Linked DNA regions of Mus musculus: regions 2, 3 and 4 are each linked to region 1. Evidence: chromatin contacts called from public HiCAR-type and promoter capture Hi-C data. All regions are on one chromosome and are shown on one strand. Each heading gives the region's core, a stretch centred on a gene start, on an enhancer-like site or on the middle of the called end of the contact. The rest is flanking DNA. Distances are from core to core; before and after follow the strand shown.

Evidence for each region. Promoter capture Hi-C pulls out the DNA fragments that hold promoters and counts their contacts. HiCAR-type assays count read pairs that join an accessible place to other places.
Region 2: a contact with region 1 is called in a HiCAR-type map of astrocytes, with 2.4 times the contacts expected there. The contact joins the promoter of St6galnac4 here to the promoter of Crat in region 1. A contact is called at or near these places in 2 of 39 promoter capture datasets (frontonasal cranial neural crest and liver) and 1 of 115 datasets of contacts at active chromatin or transcription factors (astrocytes).
Region 3: a HiCAR-type map of astrocytes shows a contact between it and region 1, with 2.8 times the contacts expected there. The contact joins the promoter of Fam102a here to the promoter of Crat in region 1. A contact is called at or near these places in 1 of 39 promoter capture datasets (liver), 1 of 115 datasets of contacts at active chromatin or transcription factors (astrocytes) and 1 of 9 other capture datasets (adipose tissue).
Region 4: a promoter capture Hi-C map of liver shows a contact between it and region 1, with 4 times the contacts expected there. The contact joins the promoter of Tor2a here to the promoter of Crat in region 1. A contact is called at or near these places in 2 of 39 promoter capture datasets (liver and pre-B cells) and 2 of 9 other capture datasets (adipose tissue and liver).

The regions. Positions count from the first base shown.
Region 1 is chr2:30,410,888-30,418,170 of GRCm38.p6, reverse strand. Crat (carnitine acetyltransferase) reads left to right here and starts at 2,423. Exons shown (of 14, transcript NM_007760.3): 1 at 2,423-2,859; 2 at 4,925-5,188. The coding sequence starts at 2,833. Ptpa (protein phosphatase 2 protein activator) reads right to left here and starts at 2,121. Exons shown (of 10, transcript NM_138748.5): 1 at 1,839-2,121. The coding sequence starts at 1,869.
Region 2 is chr2:32,582,083-32,589,441 of GRCm38.p6, reverse strand. St6galnac4 (ST6 (alpha-N-acetyl-neuraminyl-2,3-beta-galactosyl-1,3)-N-acetylgalactosaminide alpha-2,6-sialyltransferase 4) reads right to left here and starts at 2,364. Exons shown (of 6, transcript NM_001276425.1): 1 at 2,215-2,364; 2 at 1,761-1,861. The coding sequence starts at 1,772. It overlaps Pip5kl1 (phosphatidylinositol-4-phosphate 5-kinase-like 1), which reads right to left. Exons shown (of 10, transcript NM_198191.3): 10 at 5,659-6,169. The coding sequence ends at 5,902.
Region 3 is chr2:32,529,537-32,537,274 of GRCm38.p6, reverse strand. Fam102a (family with sequence similarity 102, member A) reads right to left here and starts at 1,916. Exons shown (of 11, transcript NM_153560.4): 1 at 1,043-1,916. The coding sequence starts at 1,188.
Region 4 is chr2:32,751,180-32,758,823 of GRCm38.p6, reverse strand. Tor2a (torsin family 2, member A) reads right to left here and starts at 1,590. Exons shown (of 5, transcript NM_152800.3): 1 at 1,374-1,590; 2 at 1-153. The coding sequence starts at 1,524. Sh2d3c (SH2 domain containing 3C) reads right to left here. Exons shown (of 12, transcript NM_013781.3): 9 at 7,139-7,310; 10 at 6,099-6,210; 11 at 5,629-5,835; 12 at 3,817-4,428. The coding sequence ends at 4,253. It also overlaps a transcript of Ttc16 not described here.

The DNA of each region.
Region 1 (7,283 bases), core at 1,174-3,673:
AAACAAGTTCTGGATATGTAGCAAGTGCAGAGAACAGAGCCTGTCTGGAGATGTCAGGAGGAAAATGGAAAGAGCCAGGGGATTTGGAGATACACATCCATACCTGTCTCAAAAAACCAAACAAACGACCCCCCACACACACACCCCAGTGTGCTGGATTTATCACCTCCCATATGTGACAGATGTGACATGTTTGCATCCAGTGAGTACTCACCACACCCAAACACTCTGCTCACATCAGACCACAACTCCATGAGGAAAGTTTGATAAACCTCATTTTAAATTATTTTAAAATTATGTATGTATGTGTGTGTGTGTGCCACACACAGCATGTGAGTGGAGGTCAGAGGACAACATTCAAGTCAGTTCCATTCTCCCACGCGTGGGTTCCCAGGATGGAACTTAGGCTGCCAGACTTGGCAGCAGGCACTCTTACTGAGCCCCGGGTGGCTCAATTTCCGTCTACTAAAGGACACATATGGTGACTTGCCATATAGTCTGTGTAACTCAAAAATGTCCACAACCTTCCTAAGGTTGTTTGGTTGTTTGTTTTTTCCCTCTAGTACATAGGTTCTGGTCCCCAATGTCCCTTCCCTATTCATCTTCAGAGACACTCATTTCAAAAGGAGTCTGCCTGCCTGATAGCTACTCTTTTTTTTTTTTTTTTTGTGGAGACAGGGTTTCTCTGTATAGCCCTGGCTGTCCTGGAACTCACTCTGTAGACCAGGCTGGCCTCAAACTCAGAAATCCACCTGCCTCTGCCTCCCGAGTGCTAGCTACTATCTATGTCTTGATGTCAACACTAAAGTCGATTAAGACACATCCATAAGGCCAGGCAGTGGTGGCGCACTCCCAGCACATGGGAGGCAGAGGCAGGTGGATTTCTGAGTTCGAGGCCAGCCTGGTCTACAGAGTGAGTTCCAGGACAGCCAGAGCTTCACAGAGAAACCCTGTCTCGAAAAACAAAAACAAAACAAACAAAAACGACACATTCATAGAGATTTTGTATAACTTAAAATAAATGTCTGGTTTTGAATTCCACGTGTTCATATATTTAGGGGGGGGGCGCCACAAAAATGGTGCTTCTTTTGATTTTCAAATTTTCTTCCTCCTGAGACTTTCTTTGGGACCACAAAAAAGGAAGTGTGGTGGAAGGTACATCAAACACTATCAAAGTACGAGCTGAGTTTAGCCAACCTAGCCACTCTGTAAGAATTTTCCAGTCCTTCTTAACTACACGGAGTCAGCAAACTGCTTTCTCCTCCTCCAGGAAAGGGGGTCTCTACTGGAGCATCTGGCCTCTGTCTCTGCCCTAGTTACTTGAGATGGACCACAACGAGGCCACAGTGTAAATAAAAGTTACAGACGACGATGCCACCAACCCTCTCATTTTGTACAAACAGCCTCTTAAAATTAGTGGTTTAGACACCGTGGGCAGTTTCTCTCAATTAACTCTGCAGATACTGAAACCCCCAGAGCCAAGCCTGCAGGACGGAAGGAGGGACGGAGGGAGGGAAGACATGCAGGGTGGGCAGGACATGCATGAAGGAGCCTGGCGTCCGAGCGAGGCCCAGGTCCACCCGAGCGGAGTCTCATAAAGAACGCAGCCTCCTGGATCCCTCTCGCCCCGACCCCAGGCAACTCTGCCCCCAGGTCCAGAGCCTTTCCCCTGACCGCGCTCTGCCCGCCCGCCCTGGCCGGGTCGCCCTCACCGCCACCCGCCTGCAGCCCAGGCCGTCAGCCCTGCCTCCTCCGTCCCCAGAGCTCCTCAGACTCGGGAGACCCCCCGAGCCACACCCCTTTCCCACCCGCACGCCCGGGCCCTCCAACCGCCCTACCTGGCGGCGGCTGCCGCTCGCCCTCGGCCATCTTCTCCGTGAGGAGCCGGAGCGGATGCTCGCCGGTCCCTCTCAATGTTCACCCCGCAGCTCTCCCCGGCTCCGCCAAGCTTCCAGCAGGGAAATGAGCGCTGACTGGCTAGGACCGGAAGCCGAGAATTACAGTCACTCGCGCGAAGGCGGCAGCCATGCCGGTGCGAGGCACTCAGGGAGCATGCCCACCAACGGCCGTCTCGCGGCGGCCGCGCCGACCGAGGCAGCGGCCATCTTGGTGCGGGGCGCCGAGGAGCATGCGCACTAACGGCTGCCGCCTGCAAGCCAACTGCGGCGCTGGCAGCCATGTTTGTGCGGGGCGTCGGGTTCTGTTTGCTTGTTTGTTTGTTTGTTTGTTTGTTTTGGTGAGGGGTGATGGAGGGAATAGGTATGGCAGCAGTATTCTTGCGGAGCAAGGCCACCTGTCATCTTCTTTGTGCATGCCTCCACCCAAGCAATCTGAGACAGTCCCCAGTCAACAGTTGTGTTCTCCTGCCATTCCTAGAGTGACGTTCAAGGACACCAGTCAGACTTGAACGCACGTGACCGCCTCGACAGCTAAGGTGGCTTTCGGAGGCGGAGAGCACGAGCGGGACAGCGCCTACCGTTGTGACCCCGTGACGGGAGCCCAGCGCCGGGCTGCTAACAGCTGAGCTAGAGGTCCGTCTCCGCAAGCCCCGCCCTCTGCGGCCACTCCCCGGCTTGGGCCCACCCCGAGATCGGGGCGAGCGGCCGGGGACTGCGAGCCACCAAAGCTCCGCCCCGTGAGTCCTGCCCCACCGGCAGCCCGCCGGGCCCGGTGGCCGCGGGGCCGCCTCTACTGGCTAGCGGCAGTGACTCGGCGACCTTGAACCTAGAACCGGAGCCGCGAACCCACTGACCCCAGCACCCCAGCAGTGGCGCAGTCTTTACCCAGCGCGAGGGGCGGAGCGGACCAAGTGTCCGCAAACAGACTGGGACGATGTTAGCCTTTGCTGCCAGAACCGTGGTGAGTTCGCCCAGCAGGGCCATGGACGGGACAAGACGGGCGGGCCTCCAGCAACGGTCAAGAAAACCCCAGACCGGCTGGTAGGGTGCGATCTGCAAGGTGGATAAAGGAGACCAGGTAAGGGGTGGGTTCGATCCCAGAAGAAGACTGAGAAACCTAGGTTCAAGTCTTTTGTACCTTTCCACTCCACTCCTCCCTAATGCTCCCAGTTATTCGGACTCAGACACCTGTCGGGGCTACTGGTTAGAGAGCTCAGCCCTAGGCTATGCTTCTGCCCGACTAGAGCCACTTCTCCAAGCCTACCCAGTCTCCTTGAGTTCATCAGATGCCCACCCTCCCCATTGCATATTGCTAAGAGAACCTCAGGTGGAGACTAGTACTGAAAATCCCCCAAACAGGCAGGAGGAGGCAGGAGGTGGCAGGCTGCCCCTCACCATCCTTATCTAAAGCAGCTATCCTAATGGTGAGCTCCTGTCCTCTCTGATTCAGGCTGTCTATCCAGCTGTGAACTGGACTGCCCTGTCAGACACTGGGTTGGCAGCTAAGACTGAGATTCTACTAAGAGTCCTGGCAGCACCTGAGACCCTCCTCCAAGTCGTCCCGCCTTCCGTCACCCTCTGGGACCACCTTACTGCATAAGCATTTTAATGCTAGGGAGACTGAAACAAGGAGACAATCAAATCCCATGGTTGTGCTAATAAACTGAGCCCAAATGGGGTCTTTTGGCTTATTACTCACAGCAGAAGCACAAAAGTGTATTTCCCCCACTATTGATCCCAACCTGGATGATCCAGAACTCATTTAGAAAAAACAAACAAACCACCAAAAGAGGGGTGGCCACCAAGGCCCTGAGGTCTGGAAGGGAAACAGCTGGGCAGGTGTGTGGCAATCGTTGGTTGTCCACTAGTGGCCCTTCCCTGGCATCTCCTGTCTTGCACCATTCCCAAGCAGGGCTGATTTCAGGGCCACAGGTTAGCGGCCAGCCTGTTTCCACCCTCCAGCCAAGTTTTCCCACATCAAAAAGATCTATGAAGATTTTGACAGGTGGATTTTTTAATACCTCTCTTGGCTTGCCTCCCTGGCACTGGGCCCATCTAAAGAAGACAGGAGAGAGCTCCCAGTCTCCTCTTACCTCAGTACCTACTTCCAGCCCACTTACCTGCCTTACTCCTCCTCTTCTGGAGGCTAGCGAGAGGCAGAGCGGCATCTGCAGCCCCACAGCTACCACTGCTCCAGCCTTAGATGCTACCACGCCAGTGGCTACTGCCTCACCACCCTTCACGCCTGAATTGTGAGTCTTGTCTTCTCTTTCCAGTCCAGGCAGGTGGCCGCTCTTGCTAGTTTCTGCTCATCCAATTGGTAGCACAGTTAGGCTTAGAGGTCCAGCCCAGGCAGACAGACAGGGCTCACATCCTCAGTCCTGCCATGGAGGACGAGCAGCAGAGAGAGAAGGTATGGAATGGCGCTACTGCCGCTTGCCTGCCACTGTGCCAGCAGCCTGGGCCCTTCCTGTCTTGCTTTCTGCCACCTCCAGAGTCTCCGGGACTCCCTCTTCCTGCCTCTCTCTGCCACCTCTCATCCTCCATGCCAGGCCACTCAGCGCTCTTGCTGCAGCACTACCCACGCCCCTCACCACCGCCCCACAGTGGAGAGAAAGCACAGAGGCTGAAGCCTCCCCCAGAGGTGCTGTCACCAGCTTACCCATTTCCAGTTCTCTCCGATTTCTTAAGCTGGAAGCGGGGGGGGGGGGGGTGAGACATGGGGGGGCTTCGCTTAAAGAGTCAGCTGCCATCTCTCTCGTGCGTCCTGACAGGTGGGAGGTCCCCTTACCTCTGCCACCCCAATAATGTGACTCATCTACACCCCCACCCTTTCCTAGCCTTCCTGCATATATAGGCCCCTGAGAGACGGTACTCCTGTACCTTGAGGGCTGGGCATCTAGGGCAGGCCCCACCCATGAAGCTGTCTTTGCCTCCAGGGGATGGCATATAAGGCCTAGGAGTGTAGTTTAGAAAGAGCTGTGCTTCAGTCTGAGAGAATGAGTAGGCTGTTCTGCATCCCACAGGTAAAACCCCTGGGCCTCCTCAAGCCCTCCTCCTTGATGAAGGTTTCTGGTCGCTTCAAGGCCCACCAAGATGCACTGCCAAGGCTGCCTGTGCCCCCACTTCAGCAATCCCTGGACTATTACCTCAAGGCACTGCAGCCCATCGTGAGTGAGGAAGAATGGGCTCACACCAAGCAACTGGTGGATGAGTTTCAGACCTCAGGGGGCGTAGGGGAACGCCTACAGAAGGGACTGGAGCGCAGGGCCAAGAAAATGGAGAACTGGGTAAGTGAGGTGGCAGCAGCCTGACAGTTGCCTGGGGGCCGTGGGTCCCCCAGAGCTGATACTTAGTTAGGGGCATGGGGAGAAGGCTGGGAACCAGGGTGGTGCATCAGCAGGTGAGGTCATGCTCAGCAGAAGAATTACATGGACATTTTTGAAAAGGAGCTACTGGCTGGGACTGGGCCTCTGAGGTAGAACTTTTGCCTAGCATGTATGAGACTCTGGGTTCCACTCTCAGGGCTGAGGGGAAAGGCAGAGCTATGAATGGCAGTGTCTGTCAGAGGAAGGGCAGAGGAAAAGGGAGCCGCAATATGGCCTGCTTTGGGATAGCGCCTGGGCTGGAGGGTGTTCAGAGCAGGACGGGCAGTCAGGGAAGGAGTGCAGACTTAAGCTTGGTGGGACAGCCTGAGGTTGCTGACCATGTTCCTGGCTCTGGGTCTAATCAGTTAAATTTGTTCAATTTATAAAACATATCTACACTGGCACATGGTACACATTTCTGTATTCATATTATACATAAAGATTAAGGGGGGAAGAGAGCCCAAGCTGCAGGGCAGGAGCCAGGGGCAGTGATGAGGCTGAGGCCTTCACCTGGAGGGGAGTGTGGTGCCTAGGCCTGGCACAAGGAGACAGGGAGTCATGAGGTCCAATGCTGTTTGGAAGACAGCCAATGGCACTTGCTAATACAGTGGGACTGAGGGGTGGGAGCCCCCTTTTTAAAGCAACTGGGAAGAAGGTTACCAATATGAAGCTCAAGAAAGCTGGCTATAGGGGACAGCTGGGTGAAAAAGTCACCCTCAGTGTCCATGGCCCCACAGATACCAAGAGCTACAGAGTCAAGTCCCTTAGGGAGTTCAGTATTTCAGTCTCGTCTAAATACCTGTTCCCATGGACCCTAAGTCAACTCCAGATGATGAAGTTTTAACCGCTTAATTGATGGGTAAATGCATATGCTTATATGTATAGTTTGAGAGATCATTATCAAAAAGTGAAAATAAAAGCCTATGCACTCAGTATGAATGCAGGTTTCTGTTTTTCAAATATTCTCCAAATGAGCTGGTGGGATCAGTAGACACAGACTCTGCATCTCCATCTGAGCTGGTGGGATCAGTAGACACAGACTCTGCAGGGACAGAGCTGTGGGTCTGGGCCGACTACAGTGGGAAACGGGAAGTTCCCGGGGTTGATGGACCTCAGTGGAGTCTGGAGCCACAGGTGGGAAGTAGGAACTAGGTGGGACTTATTAGGGACAAGCATTTGCCAAGCCTTAGCAGCTCAGGGCCTTTGACTATGGAAGTCAGAATGCTGGCCTTAAAAGGATCTTAGAAGCCAGGCGTGGTGGCACATGCCTTTAATCCCAGCACTTGGGAGGCAGAGGCAGGTGGATTTCTGAGTTCAAGGCCAGTCTGGTCTACAAAGTGAGTTCTAGGACATCCAGGGCTATACAGAGAAACCCTGTCTTAAAAAAACAAAAACAGAAGAAAAAAAAAGACCTTAGAGATTCTAGGGTCTAGTGGCTTTCTGACTTCATTGAGCCAAGGACTCTTTGAAGCCAAAGGCTCTGACTAGAGTTGGGGTCATCACAGGACCCTTGAAGCATTGCTGTCTCTGGCAGGAGGCACCTTCTCCCCTTGTCTAAACTGTAGCCTGCAATCCCTGTAGGTGTGAAGGCGCCTGTATGAGAGGGCACCCTTGTCTGTCCGCTTCCTACCACTGAAGAAGCTGAGACCTAGAGAGGTGGACCAAAGCCTACATCCTCACAGTAGCTTTCAGGAAGACCCCCGAGATGTACAGAAGGCCAGCATGCCTCAGTGCCCAGTCCTTGGCTATGAGTCAGCAGGTGGCAGTCACATGTCTTCCCTGCCTATGGCAAGTCACCTTCCCTTGTCTCTTACCAAGGTCCCTGGGTGAGTGGCTCTATGCCACAGGTTAGCCAATGTATATGACGCAGATCCGTTCTGCTGCTGACTGGGACGGGCATGGAGCACATGGGGAGGTCTAGGAACCTTTAAGACATAGGGTATAGCATCATGGTGCATGGCTAGCACATGGGAGACAACACAGGCTAGCCTACTCTGCAAAGCTCTGGGCCAGCCAA
Region 2 (7,359 bases), core at 1,115-3,614, 2.2 Mb before region 1:
AGGGAGACAGAGGTCACGTGCCTGCGGGGTACCTGCAAATAACACCCAGCCTCCCCATGGAGAACCTCTGCAGCTCCATTGGTGAGACCTACTTCAGGGATGAATCTAGAGACAAGTCCCCCAATTCCCCTCTTTCCAGGTCAGGACACTCAGTTGGGGTGAAGCTGCTCAGAGCCACACAGCAAGGGTGCAAATTTCAAATGGCAGAACCCAAACTCTTATCTAGAACCCAGATACACTATGCAGTCACCCCAGGCCACTGCTACCTCCACTACCCTATCCCCAGCTGACCCAGTGTGTCCCCTGGGCTGGCTGGGCAGTCCAGGAGGTGGAGGGGGACTTTGAGGAAAGCATCACTTAAGAAATGCGTTCAGAGGCTGGAGAGATGGATGGCTCAGTGGTTAAGGCACTGACTGCTCTTCCAGAGGTCCTGAGTTCAATTCCCAGCCACCAATCAAATTGTGGCTCACAACCATCTGTAATGGGATCCGATGCCCTCTTCTGGTATGTCTGAAGAGAGTGACAGTGTACTCACATACATAAAATAAATAAATAAATAAATCTTTTTTAAAAACACTTTCAAGGACTGGCTTGGTGGTAGTGGCACGCTTTCTGTGCTTGCAAAGGAGCCAGGTTCCAAGAGCCCAGGCAGGGCGCCACACAACCACCCACTATTTAGATAGGTAGATAAAATAGATTAGATAGCTATCTCCATCTAATCTAATAATAATCTAATAATCTAAATGTCTAATCTAATAATAAACATGGTAGCTCATTCCTTGCCCGAGGCAGTACTGTTACAAGTGTGAGGCCAACCTGGGCTACACAGTGAGTTCCAGGCTAGCCTGGACTACAGACCAAGACCCTGTTTCAAAAACTGAAACAAATAAACAGAAAATGCTTCCAACAGTTGGGATGCTTCCGCTCAGCCTCTCCCACTTCTAGAAGAAATACACCGAAAGCCACTTGAAGAAGCCCTCTGGGTCGGTCACCTGGGGGTGACCTCCTGCACACCCACTGAAAGCACCCAGCAAGGTGTCTACCACTGTGTGCTGGGCCATCCATCTCAGTACCTGTGACTCTCAGAACTCCAGTTTTCTAGGCCCAAAGTCATTCCAGAAGAAACACTAGGAGCTAGCCAGTGTACCCAGAAAGGCAGAGGTGTAGAACAGCCCCCAGCACATCCTGCCAGGGGCCCACCCTTCCTTGTCTGTCCATAAGCCACATCAGTTTCTAAAAATAAGTCTTCTCTGTGTGGCCAGCTGTCCAGGAGACCGGGTTCACAGCTCCTAAGGCCTCCGGCTCTACACAACAACTGGTCTGCTGCCCACAAGGGACCAGAGACCTTGACTTGGGCAGTGGTAATTAACCTCCCCACTCCAGCACTCAGGGGGCTCACTGGTAAAGACAGAAAGACCAGAGCGTCACACTCAGTCTCACACCTCCCTCCCAACTAAGTGACACCGGGTTACTTCCATTTCTAGGTGAGAAAAACAAACTGAAACCAAAAGGGGAAGACACCGGCCTGGGGTCACACAGCCCCAGGAGCAGGGGGCTGGCGCAGAAGCAACTACTAAGGGCTGTGGGAGGGACTCCATGCTAGAGCATGTGCTTAGCATGTGCCTGGCTCTGAGTTTCATCCCCCGACACCAAAAGGGGTTAGGGGATCACTGTAACTCCGGGTGTGGGAGGCGGCTGTAAAGCTCTACCCAGGTCACCCCCAAATCCCCAGGCAACTTTTTCTCTTCCCTGTCACTTACCGGGGCCTTCATGCTGTCTCTGCTCTTAGCAGTCTGGAGGCTGCTGTCTCCAGTGCTTGGGATGAGAAAGGCTGGAAGCTGGTCCCAGGATATGAGAGAAACTGAGGCAAGGGAAGAGACAAATCCAGATCAAGAAAAACGGGCCCAGGAACCAAAAGCCTTTAAGTCTCCAAGCATGTGACAACGTGTCCCATTCTAAAGGCCGTGAGTTCAGAGACCTTGCCAAACCAATTCCCATTGTGCAGATGGGGAAGGAGAGGCAAAGAGGAGACGCTCTCGGCTCAAGGTCATCCATTCGGTCGGAGGCAGGCAAAGAAAGCCAGGAGCCAGGAGAACATCGTTCCCATCCATCCCAACTCTCTACCGCGGGGTGATGGAGAGGCCTGGGGCGGGCAGGATGTGAGGTTTTCACCCGGCTAGCTTCCACCGTCCCCTCCCCAAGCTGGGCGCTAACCGAACGAGCGGATTGGAGTGCGCTGGGGGCTCAGGATGCGCTGCTCGGAGCTCCATGTCCAGTGCGCCGGGCCAGAGGGGCTGGAACCGGGCCCCGGGTAGGAGGCGGTGCTGCGGCCGCAGCTTCTGAAGCCTGAAGCTAGAGCAGCGCAGCCGGGGGCGTGGGAGGGGCCTCTGGGAGGGGCGGAGGCTTTGCGCTCAGGGGGCGGGGCCTGCGCAGCGCCGGCTAGCGGCGCGTGGATGTCTCAGAGACCTCCGGGCTGGGGGCGAGGTCTCGACGTCGAGGGCGGGGCCTGTCTAGTTTGTCTTCCCACTCTAGTCCTTGTGTGATTGGAAGGAAGACAGTAAGAGAGCCACCCGTGTGATGGCTACTGGCCGTGGAGAATTGAGGTTCTCCATTTCTGAAATTACCCGGGAAGTAACAGGGGATAGGAAATGAAGCAAAGGCTTCAAACTAAGCAGCCCTGAGTTTCAGGATAGTTGTTGGGTTGTCAGCTCAAATGATGTGAACTTGACTATGAATATCAGATAGGCAATGAAGAAACGTGTTTTTGAGACAGGACCCCACATTTTTCAGGCAGGCTTCAAACTCACCGAGATCCAGCTATCTCTGCTAGAGAATTGGGAGCTGGGATTAGTGGCTCAGGTTGTTTTGTTGTTGGTGGTTTGATTTGGTTTTAGGCTTTCAAGACAGGGTTTCTCTGTGTAGCCCTGGCTTGCCTGGAACTTGCTCTGTAGGCCTTGGACTCACAGAGATCAGCCTGCCTCTGCCTCCCAAGTACTGGAATTCAAGGTGTATGCCACCACTGCCCAGCAGGCTGTTTTTAAAACAGCCACTTTGTATTGGTTATGTCAATGCAGCCCATGCCTGAGGCAGGTCCCTCCCCCACACCCCACCTTTCTTTTCTGTTAAGTGGGAAAAATATCCCTGTCCCAGTGAGAAAGGGCAGAGACAGACAGCTCAGGGCACCACCAGAAAATCGTACTTCTGCTTGGTTCCTGTGGCCGTCCCCCTGCCTGTGATCCTCTGAGGATTCAGATGGAATCCCTCCCTTTCGGCTACTTTCTGACCTATCACATCAAGCGCATTCCTGCCTCAGGACCTTCCACTGGCTGCATTCTCTAGTCACTTTCCTAGTGGGACTCCTTATCTCTCAGCTCAAAGACCCTTGCCAACATGAACAGCACACTACAAGTTATTATTTCAGACAGGATCTTTCTATGTAGCTTTGTGTTTCTGTGACAGACACTATGACCGAATACAACGTGAGGGAAAGGTTTTATTTCAGTCTACAACTCCCACATCACAGTCCATCACTGAGGTAAGTCAGGGCTGGAGCCTAGGGACAGGAACTGGAGCAGAGGGCATGGAGGAGGGGGCCATGGAGCAGTGCTGCTAACTAGCCTCACATTCAACTACCTTTCTTATAACCATCTAGACCACCTGCCTGGGGTGGCACTGCCCACAGTAGGCATCCCTTTCCCACATCATTAATCAAAAAGAAAAGAAAACAGCGCCAAAGACACACAACAGGTCAATGATAGGCAGCTCTTCAACTCTTCATCCCTCTACCCACATGGCCCTAGTGTGTGAATCACACAGTCCAGGCTAGCCCGGGATCCTTCTGTCTGAACCTCACAAATGATGGGGTTACAGGCATTAGCCACACCCTTCCCAGAAGGGCACTGTGGAATTATTCTGAGTCACTTCCCTGGTTCTCATGCCCATGTGCCCATTAGACTCATCTCTGTCTGGTGACATTCTCAAGTCGCCTTCACCACCCACGTGAAACCCGACAGGAACAAAATGAGATGAGCGAGCCAGGACTGCTGGGTCTCTGAGGTCTCAGGTGACTTCCCTCATAGCCTCAGGCCCTGCCAGGGTTCCTGGTTGCAGGGAGAGTTGTCACCTTTGTGGGGGACCTCAGGGCTCTGAGTTCAGGGTCAGTCCCGTGGGAGCCAGACCTCAGAAGATGTGGCAGCAGATCCCAGGTCCTACTTTGTCTCCCTGCTACCTTCCTATGTCCCTGGCTAGATACCTCTGGGTGGCATCAGAAGATGAACATAATCTTGCCAACCAAGAAGAATTCCTGCAGGTGTGCCAGCACAGAGAAATCACCCAAGAATACTCAGAACAGGCCATGTGTCCTGATAGAAAATGATAATTCCTGGAATGGTCATCTGAGGGCAGCCTCTTCTGCAACCAGCCCTCCCCTGCTCTCGGCTCACCCTCCCCAACTCCCACCCCATTAGCCACTTTTCAAAGTCTGGCCATATCTGGTGGGTCAGTAGAATAGAGCTATTAAGATGCTTTTCCAGGGTCCTGGCTGATCAGTCTTGGGGCACATCTCTCACCCCCTCCCCAGTGGCCCCACAACCCTACTTCTTCTTCTTCTTTTTTTTCGTTTTTTGTTTTTTTGGTTTTTTGTTTGTTTGTTTGTTTTTTTCGAGACAGGGTTTCTCTGTGTAGCCCTGGCTGTCCTGGAACTTACTTTGTAGACCACGCTGGCCTCGAACTCAGAAATCTGTCTGCCTCTGCCTCCCAAGTGCTGGGATTAACACAACCCTACTTCTTGCTAAGATGTTCCCTTTCTCCCAAATTCCAGGACCTTCACTGTGCCCTTGCCCTGGGACCCAACAAGGACATGAATGACCCTTCTGGTCTCGGCCTAGAAAGTAAGGCACCTTTCTCTCCTGCCATAACCGGTGAGATGCTTTGGTAATGGCTCCTTTCACCAGGACTTAGGCCCCAGGCTTCTCTCCAAAGCTGTGTCATCCCAGCTGATAGCCTGGGCTATCAGGACAATCTGCACAGTCAGTGTCTTCTGTGTCCCTGAGGCCTATGTCCCTTCTTCCCATTTGTCACATTACATCGCAGAGGGAGGGGCAGGGAGGCAGCACCATGCCCTGGAAACACAGCCAGGTTCTAGAACACCTTGAAAGAAAATGTCACTGAGCACAGTTAGATCAGACTGGAGTCAGAGGCTGTGGCTGGTTTCCCAGAGACAGGAAGAGAGATGGTTGGGGTTGCTGTAGGCTAGCCCAAAACCATTGGGTTGGCCACTGAGGTTTCCCCATTTGACTGAGAGGTCACTCAAGATCAACAGTGACCCTTGAGGGACTCCCTGCTAGACCAACTCCAGGAAGCCCGCTTCTGCCTCCTTGATACCCACCTGCCTCTCAGAGGGGCATGATGAAGCCATTCCAGAGCTGGGAATCGAAAAGCCTAGAATTTTGGACTGATCTTGCTCCTAACCTGCACCTTAAACTTTTGGGCTTGTTTCCCTATTGGAACAAGGGTGCCCCCTCCCTTCCCCCTTCTCCATAGTGTGAGGCTAGGTGTATAGGAACTTGGGCCCCAGGCCCAAGTCATGGTGTAAGCTGGTTCCAGCATTTATTGCTGGGTGGTCTTGCTCATCCCCTTCATCCCGTGAACCTCCATTTCGTGGTCTGTAAAAAGAGAATATCAACATTTTTTAATAGTAAATGAGCTAAGGGTTGGGGTCAGGGTCCTTGCTCTATGCAGGGTACAGCACCGTCACCGAATGGGGCTGAGTCTTCACAGCATTAGTTATGAGGGTGCTTCCCTCTGGTGGCTGGTAGGATGAACTGCAGGCTAGCTCCCTGGGTACAGCTGCAGAATAGTTGCCGGCGCATTGTCCATAAGGGAAGAAGGCAGACACGTGAGTCATTCTGTGTGCACCTCTGCCCACCGACAGAGGCGACGGGCGTAGTGAGCCGGGCTGACAGTGGAGACGCTCTGGCCTGGATAGCGTACCATCTTCCACACATGTTCCAGCCGTTTGCGAAACCCATACACGGTAGTCATATCCACTAAGCCCAGAAAATAGCGTTGGTCTGGCCCGTCCAAGATATGGAGGGCATTGGGAAGGTCGGGCAGCATCCGGCAGTTCTGGTCCCCCGTTCCCTTCGACTTCGACACACCTTGTATGGACCTAGGTATGGGAATAGGATAAAGCTGTCGCCTCCCAGCCAGCGAGCAAGGTACAAATGAGCTAGGTACTTTAGGGGGCTGAGGAATAAAGGAATTGACAGTCTCGAGCTGCAGCGTCCCTTTCAAAGCCACTTGCCACAAGTGGCTGCTGAGCCCCGGAAATCTAGCCAGTGTTATGAGAAATGGCAGGCTCCAATATAAACTGAACTTCAAAGTCAATAGTGAGGGCTTGCCTGAAGAGACAGATGGCGCCACCATCTTTAAGCTCTTGTAGAGGACCAGCGTTAGCTCCCAGCAGAGAGCCCCTCAAAACTGGCGGTAACTTATCGCCATCGTTTGGTTATGAGAGCAAACAGCGCACTCATGCGCATGCATACGTAATTTAGAAATAAAATCTTTAAAAAGGGCAGTGTTGAAGATAAAGCAAACAATCTCCTCATCTTTTAGGTTGATAAGATTAAAATAATCAAATGTATTGACTCAATATCATTATTATTATTAATTTGCTTTTGCTGTTGTTGTTGGTTTGGTTTGGTTTTTTTGAGACAGGGTTCTTTTGTGTAACAGTCTTGACTATTTTGGAACTCACTTTGTAGACCAGACTGGCCTCGAACTCACAGAAATCTATCTATCTGTCTGCTTCTGCCTCCCAAGTGCTGAGATTAAAGATGTGAGCCACCTTCCTGACTTCTGTTTGCTTTTGAGACAGGGTTTCAATACAAGTAGCTCACACTGGTCTTGAACTTGCTGTGCAGCCAAAAATGATCTTGATTTCTGGTCATCCTGCCTCACCTTCTAAATACTGGGATTATAGGCATGTACCACTTCTGTTAGCAGAGAGTGTATAATACTAGGACTAATCTCGCCTGTTTCTTCTTTCTCTCCTTTCTTTTTTTTAAATAGTCTGAGGATTACAGGTGTGGGGCACCCAGGGCAGTCTATATGGTTCTATAGAACCCAGGCCATGGTGCATGCTGGGTAAGCACTCTAACAACTGAGCAACAACTCCAGCCCTCTTTTAAAAAACAAACAAACACCCAAACCTTTGTAAATGAGGGTATGGGGGTTGGGGAGTAATTTTATATTTCAAAGACTCAGCAGTGACTTGTGGCCAGTGCCTATGAATGGGACATAGGACTCTGGATATTCTGAATTGAATTTTATTTCTGTTGGGGAGGGCCGATCTGGAGC
Region 3 (7,738 bases), core at 667-3,166, 2.1 Mb before region 1:
CAGGTCTTCCAACTGGCCAAATCTGGTTGACAAATGCCTCCGGCAAAGTCTCTGGCAACCAATTTACTTCCTCTTTCTGGGGCTCATTATCCCAATCCGTCTAACACACCTCTGAGCGCTCTGAATAGTGGGGCAGGTCCAGCTAACTAGGCCCACAAGACCTAAGAAGCAAGGGACAGGCTAGGAGGGGGAAGCATCTCGGGAGCTGGGCCAGGGGCCTATCTACTGCAACTTCCCTTTACAAAGCTGATGGAGAAACCTGTATTAGGTCCAGTGTGCCGAAGAGGGAACAGGAACCCAGAAAGAGCCTGAACTTGACTTCCTTTCCCCATTAGCTGGACTCTACGGACCTCTGCAGGCAGGTCAGGACTGTGTGACCGCCATGAGCTCAACCTGCAAAAGGTGGACTGGGACCTCATTCAGCAATAAACTGGGAAGCTGGACCTACTAGGACGATGACGGACACAAAATCAAACCCGATGGCTTTTTTCACAGGGGAAGGCAGTCTCCTGGCAAGGACATTTGCATTGCAAAGCAGTCCAGCTTTAGCCAGTGGAGGGCAGTCACTCAAGAGGGGGCTGGGCAACCCAAAATCCAGCCACCTCCCGCAATCAAATCCAGGGAGTGCCTGGAACTGGGCTTTCCCAGCCAAGGGGAGAGAGCCAGAGAGCCCTGGCTGGCCCAATCTCTCAATCGTATGACAGCCACAGGAGCCAGCTTGGTGGCAAGGTGGCCTGAGACACCCTTACTTAATCCCTTAAAGTGAAAATCTCAGTCAGCTCTCTCCATACAAATCTGTAAAACGGGTGACTTGAAGAGTGCACGCAGGGCCCTAAAAGGTTTCTGGCTGGTCACCTGCAGACAAATGCCAGGCGCTCTGCCAGCTCACTCAGACCTAAGTCCTGCTTAGAGCAAATCTTTCCCCAGGCGGGCCCCTTGCCCATCCGTCCCTAGCTGAGTCTTCCACATTTGCCAAGTGGCTAGATCTCACTCATCAGCACTCCCCACCCTCCCCTGCAAACGCGAAAACCTCAATGCCTACCTGGACGACAAGCTGACAAAATCCCCGCCATCCAGCAGCCGGACCTTGCAAAAGAGGACCCCGTTCACGAAGGGGACCGCAGTCAGCTCCTCCAAGGTGAAAGTGGTTTGAAATTTAAATTTCTTCTTCTTCATCAAAAAAGCCATGAGCAAGTTCCCTGAGTCTGAAGCCCGCAGGGCCAAAAAGAAAAAGAAAAGAAAAAAGAAAAAAAGAAGGGGATACTAGAAAACCCCAGGATTCCTTTCCCGACACCACACCCCCCTCCTCAAAAACACCAGAGCTGGATCCAGTCCAGATGGCGGCGGAGGCTGCGGGCAGGAGAGGATCTGAGTTCGGAGCCCCAGGTCCAGTGAGCCGGCTGCTCTCACCCTCGGGGAACCCGGGCTCCACTGACATGTAAACAGCGAGGTGCGGCCCCGGCAGCGGGGGCTGGCGTGGAGGGCGGCTCGCAAGCGAGCAGCAGCATCCCGATCCGCGGGGCCCGGCGGACCGGTGAGACTGACGGAGACGGCCGGGCGAACCGCTGGAGACCCGGGCGGCGGCCCCGCCTCCGCCCCGCTGGCTGCCGTGGGAGGTGCCCAGGCGACGCACACGCCTCCGCACCTGGCGCACCGCGGCCTGCGCAGGTGAGGCCCCGGGAAGCGGAAGCCACCTCGGCGACCGACCCGGCTCTGCAGGGACCGCTTCGGGAGGCTCTGCCGGGCCGGGAACGTGTGCCGGTCCGCCTCCCGCTCAGTCCTGGGACCTACGCCGCTCCTGCCCTGCCCGAGTCTCAGGCGCCTTCCGACCCGGCCGGATGGCTTCTGCCTCGGTTAGCACCGCTGGAGCACAGCGGCGCCGTCGCCCGCACCTCCGGACGCAGCCGGCTGAGCCCGACGCAGCTCGGCGCTGCTCGGAGAATGCCGAAGCCCCGGCGCGACCGCCCGCGGAGCCGCGGCCGAGAGCAGCAGGGGCGGGGCGCGCGAGGCTCACAGCCAACCTGCGATTGGACAGGCCGACTGTACGAACACGAATTTCTATTGGCTGGCGGTGGCGTGGGGCGGGGCTCGCGGAGGCAGGGCCAGTTGAGGGCGCTCGGATTGGAGCGCTCGCGGGGCTGGACCCGCCTCCTTGAGAAGCGCGGTGGGGGGGGGTGCGGAGAGGCGGTGGGAGGTCGCGGGGTGTGGGGGCCGGCACTGGAAAGAACGGGAGGAGAGCGCGAGCCCAAGAAAAGGAGAAACAATGACTAGGGGAAACAATCTGGAAACTAGGGCTAGAACGGCCTGCCCGGATCCCGCCAAGACCTGAGCTCAGTGAGCAATGAAGCAGGCTGAGGAGGTAGCACCCCTGTTCTCAGGAAAACAATCGCAGAGGTGTCTCAAGACCTATGCAGGTCTTGCTCGCCTCTAAAAATGACAAGCATCTGTCCTGGCTTTGCCGCTCTTGAAGATCCATTGGAGCCCGGCAACCTTGTGACTCGGCCTGCCTGGTTCCAGGCTGTTATCTAAGGCTTTTGTTTAAAGTTTCCCGATAGTTATGGCAAAGGACACCTTGGGGACCTCGTACTCTCCAAACTATCGGCATTTTATGATTCTTTTTATCCAGGCCGCCAGTGTTTAGGAACTCTGTCCTGAGTCAGGCAGGCACCCAGTGGAAAGACTGGATCTGAGAGTCTGCTGAAGAACTCAAGTAGGGAGGTCAGAGGAGGCGTGTGCTTTCGGATTGGAACGGAAGTTCAAAGGATTCTGACACAAAGCCGGCCAAGCATCGGGGTACAGGCAGTGGCAGTCACTAGAGGCCTGCTGGCCCGGCAGCATGGTACTCAAAAAGTTTGTGGAGTATCCCTGGATGAATTCTAATTTGAGAGAACAGCAGATCAGGCTAGAATCTGGCCCAGTCTTGTAGACCAGAGCAAAGAAGGAGGCATCTCCTGGTTTTTTGAGCTAGATAGTGACTTGATTGTTCTGGCATCAGATAACTTGGAGGAAAGAAAATGGGGAAATGGGTGAGTGAAAGGCCGTTTTTGATCCGGGCAGGAGATAAGTTAAGGTCTGCTGGACTTCCCTGTGGAAAATTAAAGAGAGTTGGGCTGATTGGCATTTGAGATGTAAATTCTCTGCCGGACATCATGTTTGATACCATGCATGATATCATGTTTGGACATGTGCATGAAGACTTCCTGAGCTTACATTTCAGAAGCATGGGTGGCAATCTCTGCTCCTCATAATTGTCCCATAATGTGGAAAACGCAGTCAGATTGGAGATGAAACGAACCAATCCATCCAGACCTCCCTGATGTAGCTAGGCATCTCCTTTTGAAGGTGAGGAAGTAGAGGCCTGAAGGCTTTGTCTTTTAAAAAATAAATTACGTTTGTTGATATGATTGGGCACATGGCACACAGTGCAGTGAAGGGCAGAGAATAACTTAAGTTCTTCCCTTCTACCACGTGGGTCCTAGGGATTAAATTCAGGTCATCTGACTTGGCAGCAAGCATTTTTACCTACTGAGTCTTCTTGCCAGCTCCGACTGTGTTTAGTTTTTGTCTTTAGCCCAGGCTGGCCTCAAACTGCGTGTGGCTGGGGATGGTCCTTCTGCCTTTACTAAACCTTAGGATTACGGCTTAGGCTTCCACACCAGGCTTGGCCTGAAGGGTTTAAATTCTTTGGCTGGACTCTCAACCTTTCCCCTTAAGGCCTGTTCCCTAAGGGAAGAGCCTGTGGCCCCTGATGAGATATCTAAGAAGTCAGCCAAGAGTGTCTGGAGGCCTAACTGGATCCTCAGTTTCAACTGTGTAACCTCAGGCCTCTCCAACAATTTGCCGCCAGGCCTGGTTCCATTTGGTTCTGTGTAGCCTAAAGGCTAGGAACACCCTGCCACCCCCGGAAGTGTCCCTTCTCACTTCCCAGGCAGTGCAAAAAGCATGTTAACAGGACAGGAAGCAAGAGACAGTTTGGTGTGAGACCAGAATACTGGCTGTTCTGAGGCCAGCCTGGTCTACAGAGTGAGTTCCTGGACAGGCAGGGCTACACAGAGAAACCCTGTCCCAAAGAACCAACATGGGGCCTCAGTTTGTAACCCTGAGGTGCAGGATCTACGGATGGCAGGTATTACGTATAGTATAGTATAGTATAGTATAGTATAGCATAGTGAGGACTAGTGCTTTGGGGTCGACAGTACTATGCTCAAAAGCTAGCCAATATGCTATTGGCTGTTTGTGGCAAACAAGCTTGGGTGCAAGCTTTGCTTGCACGGGAAAGAATGTTGGAAAGCTTATTCCAAGAGAAGATAGCGTTGACTGCCCCTCCTCAATATTCCAGTAAAAGAGACAAGAGTGAAAGGAGGTTTATTCGATGTGGTCATACTGGGGAAAGGAACAATGACCTCCCAAAGTCACCAGGCTACTGTGTGAGACTGAGTAACTGCTAGATCCTTGGACTTCCATTCACAGCTACTACTGAACCATTGTTGGGAATTGGGCTGCAGACTGTAAGTCATCAATAAATTCCTTTACTATATAGAGACTATCCATAAGTTCTGTGACTCTAGAGAACTCTGACTAATACACAAGAGGATCTGAGCAAGTGTCGTGGGAACCGCCAGCCAGCAGTTCATGTTCCTCCAAAGCCCCAGTTCCCAACCCTTTACTGCCCCACCTTGCTGAGGCCAGGATCTGATGAATGAGAAACCTGGCAGGACCATCTCAGGCAGACAGTCTTGGGGGAAAGATCCAGGGAGACTAAGCTGGAGGCTCTGTTTGGGTGCAGTGGCTAAGGGACACCTCTCAGAGCTGTCATCTCAGCTGAGACTTCATTCATTCAGGGATCCCAGGCAGGCATGTGAAGCACTGGAGGCAGAGGCATAAGTTTGTGTATTTAGGAAACTCTGTGACTGTACTGGAGTAAGTAAGAAGGAATAGAAAAAGGGTTGAGGCAGGCAGGCCACTAATTTACAAGGCCCCTTGAGGGCCTAAAAGTTTAGATTTCACTGTGGTTCCAAAGGGGACCCAGATGGTGGTGACACACTTCTGTCATCCCAGCACAGAAGGGCAAGAGCATTTCCACAGTTGGAGGTCATCTTGATCTACATAGCAGTTTTTAGGCTGGCCAAGGCTATGTAGCAAGCCACAGGGACACAGACATGAGGCTGAAGCCAGTCCTATGGGTAGAGACAGAATGATAGGAAGAAAAAGGAGACACACTTCACAGGAAGCATCAATAGATAGTTCTTGTGTTGTTGTACTAATATTCACTGAGGGGGTTGGCGAGATGGCTCAGCGGTTAAGAGCACTGACTGCTCTTCTGAAGGTTCTGAGTTCAAGTTCGTGGTTCCCAGCAACCACGTGGTGGCTCACAACCATCCGTAATGAGATCTAACGCCCTCTTCTGGTGTGTCTGAAGACACTACAGTGTTCTTAGATATAATAATAAAAACAAAGTGGGGCCGACCTGTGAGGTAGTTCTGAGCAAGCAGGCCTGACCAGAGTGAGCAACCTTCATTCCCAGCAACCACATGATGGCTCACAACCATTAGTACAGCTACAGTGTTCTCATATACATAAAATAAATAAATAAATATATATTTTTAAAAAAATAGTAGTCACTGAGGAGTTGTGCCGGCAACGGCTGGAGAGATGGTCTAGCAGAAGCACTCGCTGTGTGTAGACCTGACAACTGACAACCTAAGTTTGATCCCCAGGAGCCATCATGGAGAAGCAAAACTGACTCCTAAAGGTTGTCCTAGTGTTTAAAAGGGAAACCAGAAGTGACAAGCTGCGGAGCTTTGGAACTGCCTGGAAGAAGAAGGTGGAGGGGAGAGAGAGAGAATGCCATGCCTTGAGTTAGGCTGACATGGAGGTCAACCACGTGGCTCACAAGCAGCAGCCATGGGATGGAAAGGGGCCAGGTAGTCAGGCTTGCAAGCTGCTTGGCTGGACCTCGGGAAGGGACTATCTAATACATTTTCTCTTTATATTTATAAGTATGTGTGTTTTCCCTCCATGTGCATCTATCTGTGTGCCACATTCTTCACTGAGGAGGTGCCGGAGGAGGTCAATAGAGCATATCAGATCTCCTGACAAACAAAACTACAGATGGTTGTGAGCTACCATGTGAGTGCTAAAAATTAAACCCCGGTCCTCTGGAAGAGCAGCAGCCAGTACTCTTTACCACTGAGCCATCTCTTCAGTCCCCCAAATAAAAACATTTTTATTTAAAGTTACTCAAAGTCCCTGTTAAGGCTATAGAGTCCGAGAAGGACTTCCTACCTATTGAATAGCCCTGATATCTTTAATTTGATTACATGCCTTCTGAGTTGTTCTTGATTACAGTTAAGTGAAAGTCAGCAAGGGTTCAGACTTCGGTCGGGAGTAGACAAGAATGAAGAAATGACCACAGCCTTCAGACAGAAGGGCAGCCAGAGGAGTCAGAGCACCCTGGAGAACCTTCACCTTCTGTGCTGATGAGTTTTATGTCAGCTTGTCACATGGTAGAGTCATCTGGGAGGAGGGACCTCAATTGACAGATGCCTCAGTCAGTCTGTAGGGCGTTTTCTTGATGATGACTGATGTGGAAGGGCTCAGCCCATTGTGGGCAGTGCCACCCCAGGCAGGTAGTCCTGGGTTGTCAAAGGAAGCAGATTGAGGAAGCCATGGGAGTAAGCCAGTAAGCAGGGTTCCCCCATGGTCTCTGGTCCAGGCTCTTATTCTGCTCAAGTTCCTGCCACGGCTTCCTCAATGGTGAAGTGTAAGCCAAATAAACTCTTTCCTCCCCAAATTGGTCTAGGTTATGATCTTTTTGTTTTTGTTTTGTTTTGTTTTGTTTGTTTGTTTGTTTGTTTGTTTTTGAGACACGGTTTCTCTGTATAGCCCTGGCTGTCCTGGAACTCACTTTGTAGACCAGCCTGGCCTCGAACTCAGAAATCTGCCTGCCTCTGCTTCCCGAGTTCTGGGATTAAAGGCATGCGCCACCACGCCCGGCTGGTTATGATCTTTATCACAGCAATAGAAAGTAAATTAGTACACTGTCTCTGGCCATGGATATACTCTGTGCTGCTGTTGACAGCTCTGTCCCATCGTAGCAGGAACTGCACAGAATCACACTCTTCACCCATGGGGTCCTTTTATCTAGTGCAAAGCCTGCCACATAACACATACTTCAAATCTGGGACTAAATGTACATGTATGTGGAGATACAGCTGGATGGCTACATGGTGGACAGATACATGAATGGGTGCATGCATGGATGGATGTGCGGGCAGGTGCATGAGTGTTCGGATGAGTGACTATACTTCAGCTCCTCAAAATAATCCTACAGAGTGATAAGCATTCACCAGGCTAGCCAGATGGGCCAATGGGTACAAGTGCTCACTGTCCAATCCTGAAGACCTGAGTTTGATCCCCAGGCCCCATGTTGGTAGGAGAGACACACTCCTGAAGGTTGTCCTTTGACCTCTACAAGTATGTCACGCTATGACACTCCTAATACACACACACACACACACACACACTTAACCTTTTAAAAATGTAACAATACAATGTGTATAGTTCCAGCCATGTGGATTCTGAAGCAGGAAATTGCTCCAAGAGTTCCACGTCACCAGCCTAGCCAACAAACGGGACCCCACATCAGAAATGTGTGTGTGTGTGTGTGTGTGTGTGTGTGTGTGTGTGTGTGTGTGTGCAGAATTTGTTTTTGTATGAGACACTATGCAGCCTGGTT
Region 4 (7,644 bases), core at 341-2,840, 2.3 Mb before region 1:
CGTAGGACTTCCCGGTGCCTGTCCAGCCGTGCAGGGAAAGGACCAACGGCTTGCTGGGGGCTGGGTCCTGTACAAAGGCCTTCAGTGACTTCACCACCAGGGCCTTGGCCAAATGCTGGCCAGCCAGGTGTTGAGCCAGGTCACATTCCAGACCTAGGGCCACAGAAGGAACGCATATCAAAGCAGATGACAGGCTGTTGACTCATGTCTGTCAGCTCAGCCCCTGGGAGGCAGAGGCAGCAGTAATCCTCCCAATCAAAGGCCAGCCTGGGTTTATGGTGAATTCCAACACACCTTTAATCCAGGCAATTGGGAGGCACAGGCAGGGAGATCTCTTTTGAGTTCGAGGCCAGCCTGGTCTACATAGTAAATTCCAGGCCAGCCAAGCAGGGCTACACAGAGAAACCCTGTCTCAAAACAAACAAACAAACAAACAAACAAACAGCACTGGCTGCTCTTGCAGAGAACTTAAGTTCGATTCCTACCACTCACATGGTAGCTCTCAACTATCTGTAAGTCCATCCCAGAGGAGCCAACACCGTCTTCAAACTTCCATGGGCACATGGATGTAACCATACTTGCAGGCAAAGCATAAATATTAAAAAAAAAAGGGGGAGGCTGGAAAGATGGAAAGAGCACTGACTGCCAAAGGTCCTGAGTTCAATTCCCAGCAACCACATGTGGCTCACAACCATCTGTAATGGGATCTGATGCCCTCTTCTAGTGTGTGTCTGAAGGCAGTCGCAGTGTACTCATATAAATAAAAAAATAAATAAATCTTTAAAAAAACAAAAAACAAAAAGAGCCAGAATATGGTGGTGCAAACCCTTAATCTCTTAGCACTCTGGAGGCAGAGCTAAGTGGATCTCTGGGAGTTTGAGACCAGCCTGGTCCACATAGTGAGGTCCAGAACAGTCAAATCAGTGTAGAAAGATTCTGTCGGGAAAACAAACAAACAAACAAACAAAAAGCATCAGAGGGTCGAAGGCATGTGTCTAAGACCTCTGGGATACTTGTGTCCAAACGAGGGACAGGATCAGTCACCTCGGCAAGGGCCAGTGCGGCACCGCCCCCTCGAGGCGGTTCTCCGGGTTGCACCAGCCCCGAGTAGACGACAGCTGTCTACAGGTTCAGGCGACGGCAGGTTTCTCCCCCGGTGTGACAAGTCCGCACAAGGGAGGCCTACCACAAGCCACTGGGCGCCCCTCTGTCAAAGGCTTCCCTCCACCGGGCCCCCTCCAAACCCTCTCCTCAGGTTTGCACCAGAGGCTCTCGGATCCCCACCTCCGCCGGCGGCCGGCGGGGCGGCAGATGTTTCGAGCCCCTGCGAACTGCCGGCTGCCCGCCCGTCCGCACCGGCTCCCACCCCTCACCCGGCAAGTCGGGCCAGAAGTCGCATTCGCAGAACGAGCCGAAGGTGCAGCGCAGAGAAGCCACGTCCCAGGCGGCGGCGGCAGCCAAGGCCAGCCCGAGCAGCCCGAGGATCGAGCCCCAGGGCCGGTAGCCGTGCCTCGCCACCGCCATCCGGTTGAGGCCCGATTTCGGTCAGAGGCCGCCCACCGCCAGAACCTGTGAACTACAGCTCCCGGTGTGCACCGCTCCGAGGCAGCCACGCCCATTGCCTACAACTCCCGGCTCCCCTTCCTTGGGGCTCTAAAACCCACAGGTTGTCTCGCAGCAGTACTGCAAATAGGCCTCCTGGGGGAGCCCGCGAACCACCCAGTCCCGCGTTGCCATGGTCACGGGTAACTAGCGGCCCGAAACCTTACCTCAGAAAGAATAAAAGATTAAGAGAGTGAAACAACATAATAACAAAAACTTGAGCCGGACTTTACACTTTCCTGAGAGCCTTTTCCAAGCTCTTTTTAAAAATGTGACGGAAGAGTGCTCACAACCGCCTTTTGAGAATGTCTCTGCCAGTGTCAGGCAGGCGCCTTACATGGGATGCAACAGTACCTACTCTATACCCAGGGATGGTCAGCTCAATGAGATGTGGTCACATAAAGTGTTTTTGGCTCAGAAAATAGAACCTTCAAGATGGTTTTGTGAGCTGGGCGTGGTGGTGCATGCCTTTAATCCCAGCACTTGGGAGGCAGAGGCAGGCAGATTTCTGAGTTCGAGGCCAGCCTGGTCTACAGAGTGAGTTCCAGGACAGCCAGGGCTACACAGAGAAACCCTGTCTCAAACCCCCCCCCCCAAAAAAAAGCTGGTTTTGTAGGCAAAGACACTTGCCAACCGGCCTAAAGACCGGAGTACAATCCCCAGAGCCTACCTGGTGGAAATCAAGAACCAATCCTGCAAATTGTCCTTGAACCTCTCTACACGTGCGTGAGTTCACACACACACTCACAAAATGGATAAATAAGTAAATCAAAAGGCAGTGATGCAGCTTCACAAGTCTAAGGAACTCCAAAAGTGTGCTTTTTACTTTTCTTCCTTTGTCTCTGTCTTTTCGGGACAGGGTTTCCCTGTGTAGCCCCAGCTGTCCTTGGACTAGCTCTGAGGCAGGCTGGCTTCAAACTCAGAGATCTGCCTGCCTCTGAGTGCTGGGATTAAAGGTGTGTACCACCACTGCCCGGCCCCTTCTTTTTTCTAAGCACACCTCTCTAACACTTTGGGTGTCACTCCCTAAAGCCCTCTCTGACTATCGCGAGGCTAGCCTCTTTGTCAACTAATCCAAATGACATGGCTTTTTTTCTTTCTCCATCCTCCTCCTCCAGGCAGCATCTGAGATTTAAAGCTTGCCTGCCCCAGGGTTTTTCTTTTAAACCCTAATAAAAGTTTCTCAGAGCTTAAAAAAATTTGCATATATATGTAAATGAGTATTGCTCTTTCTTACCAGCTACTACTACACGCTAAAGACTAATATAAATCCAAGGAGAGGGGGTCCCTTATTGTCTTGGTTCTATTGAATTTGGAACCCAAGACATTAAGCTTCTTATCCAAGTTTCCTAGTCACTGAGCCATTGAACTCAACCCACCTCCAGGTGTGGTCGAAGATCTAATATCAAGAGCTCAGAGCAAAGAACCCCTGTGTCTCTAATTCAGTAAGCAGATTCCTGAGGCCCAGGCCTAGCCTGTGATCACCACCAGCAAACTTGCTTGTTCTGCTATTATAGCTCAGAAAAAGTCACCTCACCCACCAGGTGTAAGGGGAATTGGGATTCTAGGTTTCATATTTAAAGATTTTTTTTGAAGGGGGGGGCGCTCACTAAACAGCTTGGACTGGCCTCAAAGATTTGCCTGCCTCTGAGTCCAAAGTGATGGAATTAAAGTGATGAGTCACTAGATCCAGTTTAAAGATTTTTTTTAATTTAAATTTTATTTTATTTGTATGGCTATTTTGCTCACACACCGCATGTGTGCCCGGTACCCAAGGAGGTCAGAAGAGGGCTTAAGACCCCTTAGCACTGGAGTTCTAGATTATGAGCCACCATGTGAGTGCTGGGATTGAGCCAGAGTCCTCTGAAAGATCACTCAGTGCTCTTGGCCACTAAGCCATCTCTTCTGGTCTCTAGATTTTTAAAAGCCCTTTTACCTCAAACTCTGGACTTCTTGTGGATGGGGTGAGGGCCGGGGGGGGGGGGAACTATGGTTTCTCCTGACAAGCCCTGGGCTCAGAGAAGACTGAGGCCCCTACTTACACTGCTCTGGACTGACCGTCTCCCCTGCTAATACCTGAGCTCATGGCGGTCAGGGAGGGGCTGCTGTAAACCTGGTTCCCCATATCATCTGGGAAGTCTTTGGCGCTAACCAGGTATTTCCTGGTGTTGTGGACCGTTCACCTGTGGAATTGCTTCTTTCTACCAAGGCCTCATGGGACAGAAGAAAGAGTCATTAAAGTTTATTATATGAAAGAGAGCATGGCTTCTGTACATACATTTACACCAGACTTATTTACAGTAAGATGGAGGCTGTGGCACCTCTAGGCATAGATGCCTGCAGGAAGGAAGAGGGGTGGGGAGCCTCCCATGGCTCAAAAACAGGGAACCTCAGCAAAAGGGGGGCCAGCGCAAGCCGGTGGGAGGAGCAGAGGTTCCTGTCCATTTGGAAGGGAGACTTGGCGCGTGTGTGATGGAAGAATGGAGCTCAGAGTCCATTCAGGACCCTGGAAGTGCAAGGGAGATCCTGGATTTGAACCCAGAACATTCTTGGGCTGATCACAGTGTCCCTGTGGTGCTCTGGAGGGAATGTCCTGAGCCCCTCTGCCGCCGATGCTGCCCGCAGCTGCAGAGAGGCGAGATCTCCGGGGTCACAGCTCGCTAGAGCGGATGGCAGGTTCCAGCTTGTGGGACAAGGCAGTGAGGACTTTGTCAAACTTCTCATAGCGCCAGGCCTGGCTGCTGTTGGCACCCTGGCTGCCCCAGAGGAGCCGCATCTGGAACTCTGTGCTGAATACTTCCAGGAGCTCCGGTCGGGCTTGGAACCCTGCGGGGTGGAAAGAGGTAATCAGGGCTTCACAAGCTTCAGGGCCTGCTCACAGGGATCCTCCCCAGCCCCGCAGGGACACAACACAATGTACGAAGAACAGCACCTTGCAGGTGGTACCTAGTCTTTCTTCATCTATTTGCAACATATGATTTTTAAAGGACTAGATGATAACTGGTGTTTGTGCATGTGGCGCTGGCACGGGAACACAGGGCTTTGTGCATCTAGGCAGACACTCTTTGCTCTGCTATCTCAGCCCTTAAGATGTAACACACACACACTCCGGTAAATCTGAGGTGAGATCTCAGAAGAGCTTTCTTGTATTTTTCTGTAAGTTGCATTTTTCTTAAAGACATTTATAAAGTATATATAATTCTCTGAGAAAAAATGAAAAGAGATATACCATAATATTCATACTATATATCTCTAGGCAAGTGAATAATTTTCTAAATCTTTTTTTCTTTTCTTTTTTTTTTTGAGACAGTCTCCCTATGTAGCCCTGGCTGGCTTGGAACTTTCTATGTAGACCACGCTGGTCTTGAAGTCAGAGAGACCTGCTTGGCCTTGAACCCGGTACACAGCTGGGGATGATAGTGAACCCTGGTACTCTTTGCCTCTCAGAGTGCCAGGACTGTGAGGCTCATGCTCCCAGTTTATGCCATGCACACAGTCCTGGGGATGAAGTCTAGGGCTTGGCACACTAGCCAAGCACCCTACTAAGCCACATCCCCAGTCCCCCAGATTGTGTGTGTGTGTGTGTGTGTGTGTGTGTGTGGTTTAAATAATGCCCAAAGCAGTAAAAGAGTCATCGTTTGAAGCCACTTCCTCTACTCCTTTCCCAGAATTCTATGTTCCCCAGTAGAGGCTCCCTGAAGACCAGGCAGGTCTTTCTTCATGCTGGACCTTGGCTGGGCACCTTGTAACCAGCTACGGAAAGACAGCTGCTTACTTCCATGAGAACAGTGAGGTGCAGGCGATTGAAACACATGGCAAAGGTGTTCAGTGTCTCTCAGCCCACCTCACCTGATACCCTCGCTAACAACTGCCTATGAGTGACAAGACAGATGGAATAAAGGAGCCAGGAGTCAAGACAGAGGAGTAGAAGATGTCAGTGGATGCTTGCGGACCGAGAGGCATAGGTAGAGACAGATGGAGGGGAGCCAGGGACAGCAGGATCCTGGGGACATGACAGCTACTCACCTTGCAGCTTGACCTCAGCGTTGGTGTGGTAGAGGCCCCCGTGGTGGGCCACAGTGCGGGCGGCCTCCAGGTGGGCTAGCACAACCTCCACACCGTGTTCTGTGCTGCCCCAAGGTTCAGGACCCTCGGCGGGGGCAGAGTCACATTCCAGCAGAGTAATGAAAGGAAGTACGTGTGGAAACGTGGTGTTGCTCAGCGGTGGGCCTTCTGTGGAGAGGGGCGGCAGGCTCTTAGACCTGAAGACCCTTCCACCCACTACAACCCCAGAGATGTCTGGGGCCTCAGGAGGACCACCGAGGTCACCCTAAACAGTCCCTTCTTTCCCTGGTAACCCTATCCTGTCCATGACAGAGCATACCTGGCTACCCCATGGGACAGTCACGCTATTATCCTCGCCACCTCAGAAGTCTTTGGGAACCCATAGGCCGACACCTCTGTAAATGTCACATTGAGATGCAGACATCACCTACCTTTGCCCTCGTTCAGGCTCTTGAGGAAAGGCTTGAGCTTCTTCTCGTACAGAATGGCACCCTCCGTGTGTCGCTGTCGCAGGGTCATCCATGTCTGCTCCAGCCTTGAAATCTGGGAAGAGCAGACTATAAGAGACTGGCTAGAGACGGCGCCTCCAGGAGCAGCTGGCCACAGGTCACCCTGCTGAAGGCTGTGGGGTTAGGGTACACTGTCCCTGAGTACCACACAATGACAGCTGAGTATGGCTGTCAGTCAGAAAATGGAAACAGCGTCAACTGTTAACTGAAGCTGTTGCAACACATTTTACAAATCTTGAATCTCAGCTCTGGACTGTGTGACCTCACCCGTTACCGCTCTGCCTCTGGTGGCCACTCTGTGACACAGGACCATCCAGCAGCCTCCCCCCCCTCCCCTCCCCCGTGAAGAGTCAGTGCTGGTACCTAGCATACAGCAAGTCCATCAACTGATGGTCATTCTATGTCGTCTTTGTTTTGAGGCGCGGTGTTAAGTCTTGAATTTCTAATTCCCTTGCCTCCCCTTCCCGAGGTCAATGTAAAGAACCATGTTCTATATTTTAAAAGATTTACTTATTTTATGTGTGTGTGCCTTAGTATATGTACATGTGCATGCTAGGGCATGTGGAGACTAGAAGGGGGAGTCGGTGTTATAGGCAGTTGTGAACTGCTTGGTATGGGGGGCTGGGAATGAACCCTGCATCATTTGGCATGAATCGGACGCTCTCTTAAAGGCTGAGCCGTCTCAAGGGCATTCCCGTCCCACCAAAAGCACTATATATTCTTTAAATTCAGGGTTTCTGGTTCCTCTTACAAGCGGGTCAACTGAGGCCCAGGGCAGGAATCAGAGCGCAACACCTGGGAGACCTCTGCTTCCTGGTCTGGTCCTTCCCAGAGGAAGCCTAGAGACTCCGGGAGCTCTTGTATTTTCCATGCAAATGTCTTCCCCCAGGGAACGCCCCCCCCCCCCCCCCCCCGGGCCTTATGCAGACAGCCTAGTGGTTGTCCAGAGGTGCCCACAGTACCTGGGCCATCTCCAGGGCGCCCATGACAGCGGCGAAGCTGAACATGTTGCCCATCGTCCCCCGCAGCTCGGCCGCCAGCTGTATGGTCTTGTGCAGCAGAGCTGCCCGCTCCTCCGCCGAGCCTGTGCAGCCCAGGATATCCACTGCCAGCATGATGGACATGGTGTGGAACCTGTGAGAGAGGTTGGATCATAGGGGGCGTGACATACGGCGGCGGGGCCAACAGGGACGCTGTTAAGTATGACAGAAAACAGAGTAGGTCACAGCGACTAAGGGGCGCAGCCAAAGTAACAGGCAGAGAGAAGGGAGCCTGGTTGGACAATATAAGTTAGGAGCAAAATCTGGATGGCAGGAGGAGAAACTTGTAATTGATCAGCAAAATCCAAAGGGCAGAGTTTTAGAAAGAACACTGTGGACAGGAATGGTGGGCGGGGCCAAGGTTGATGGACGTGGGGAAGCGAGAGGCTAAAGCGGTCGATAAAACAGCAGTCTTTGGGAAATCAGAC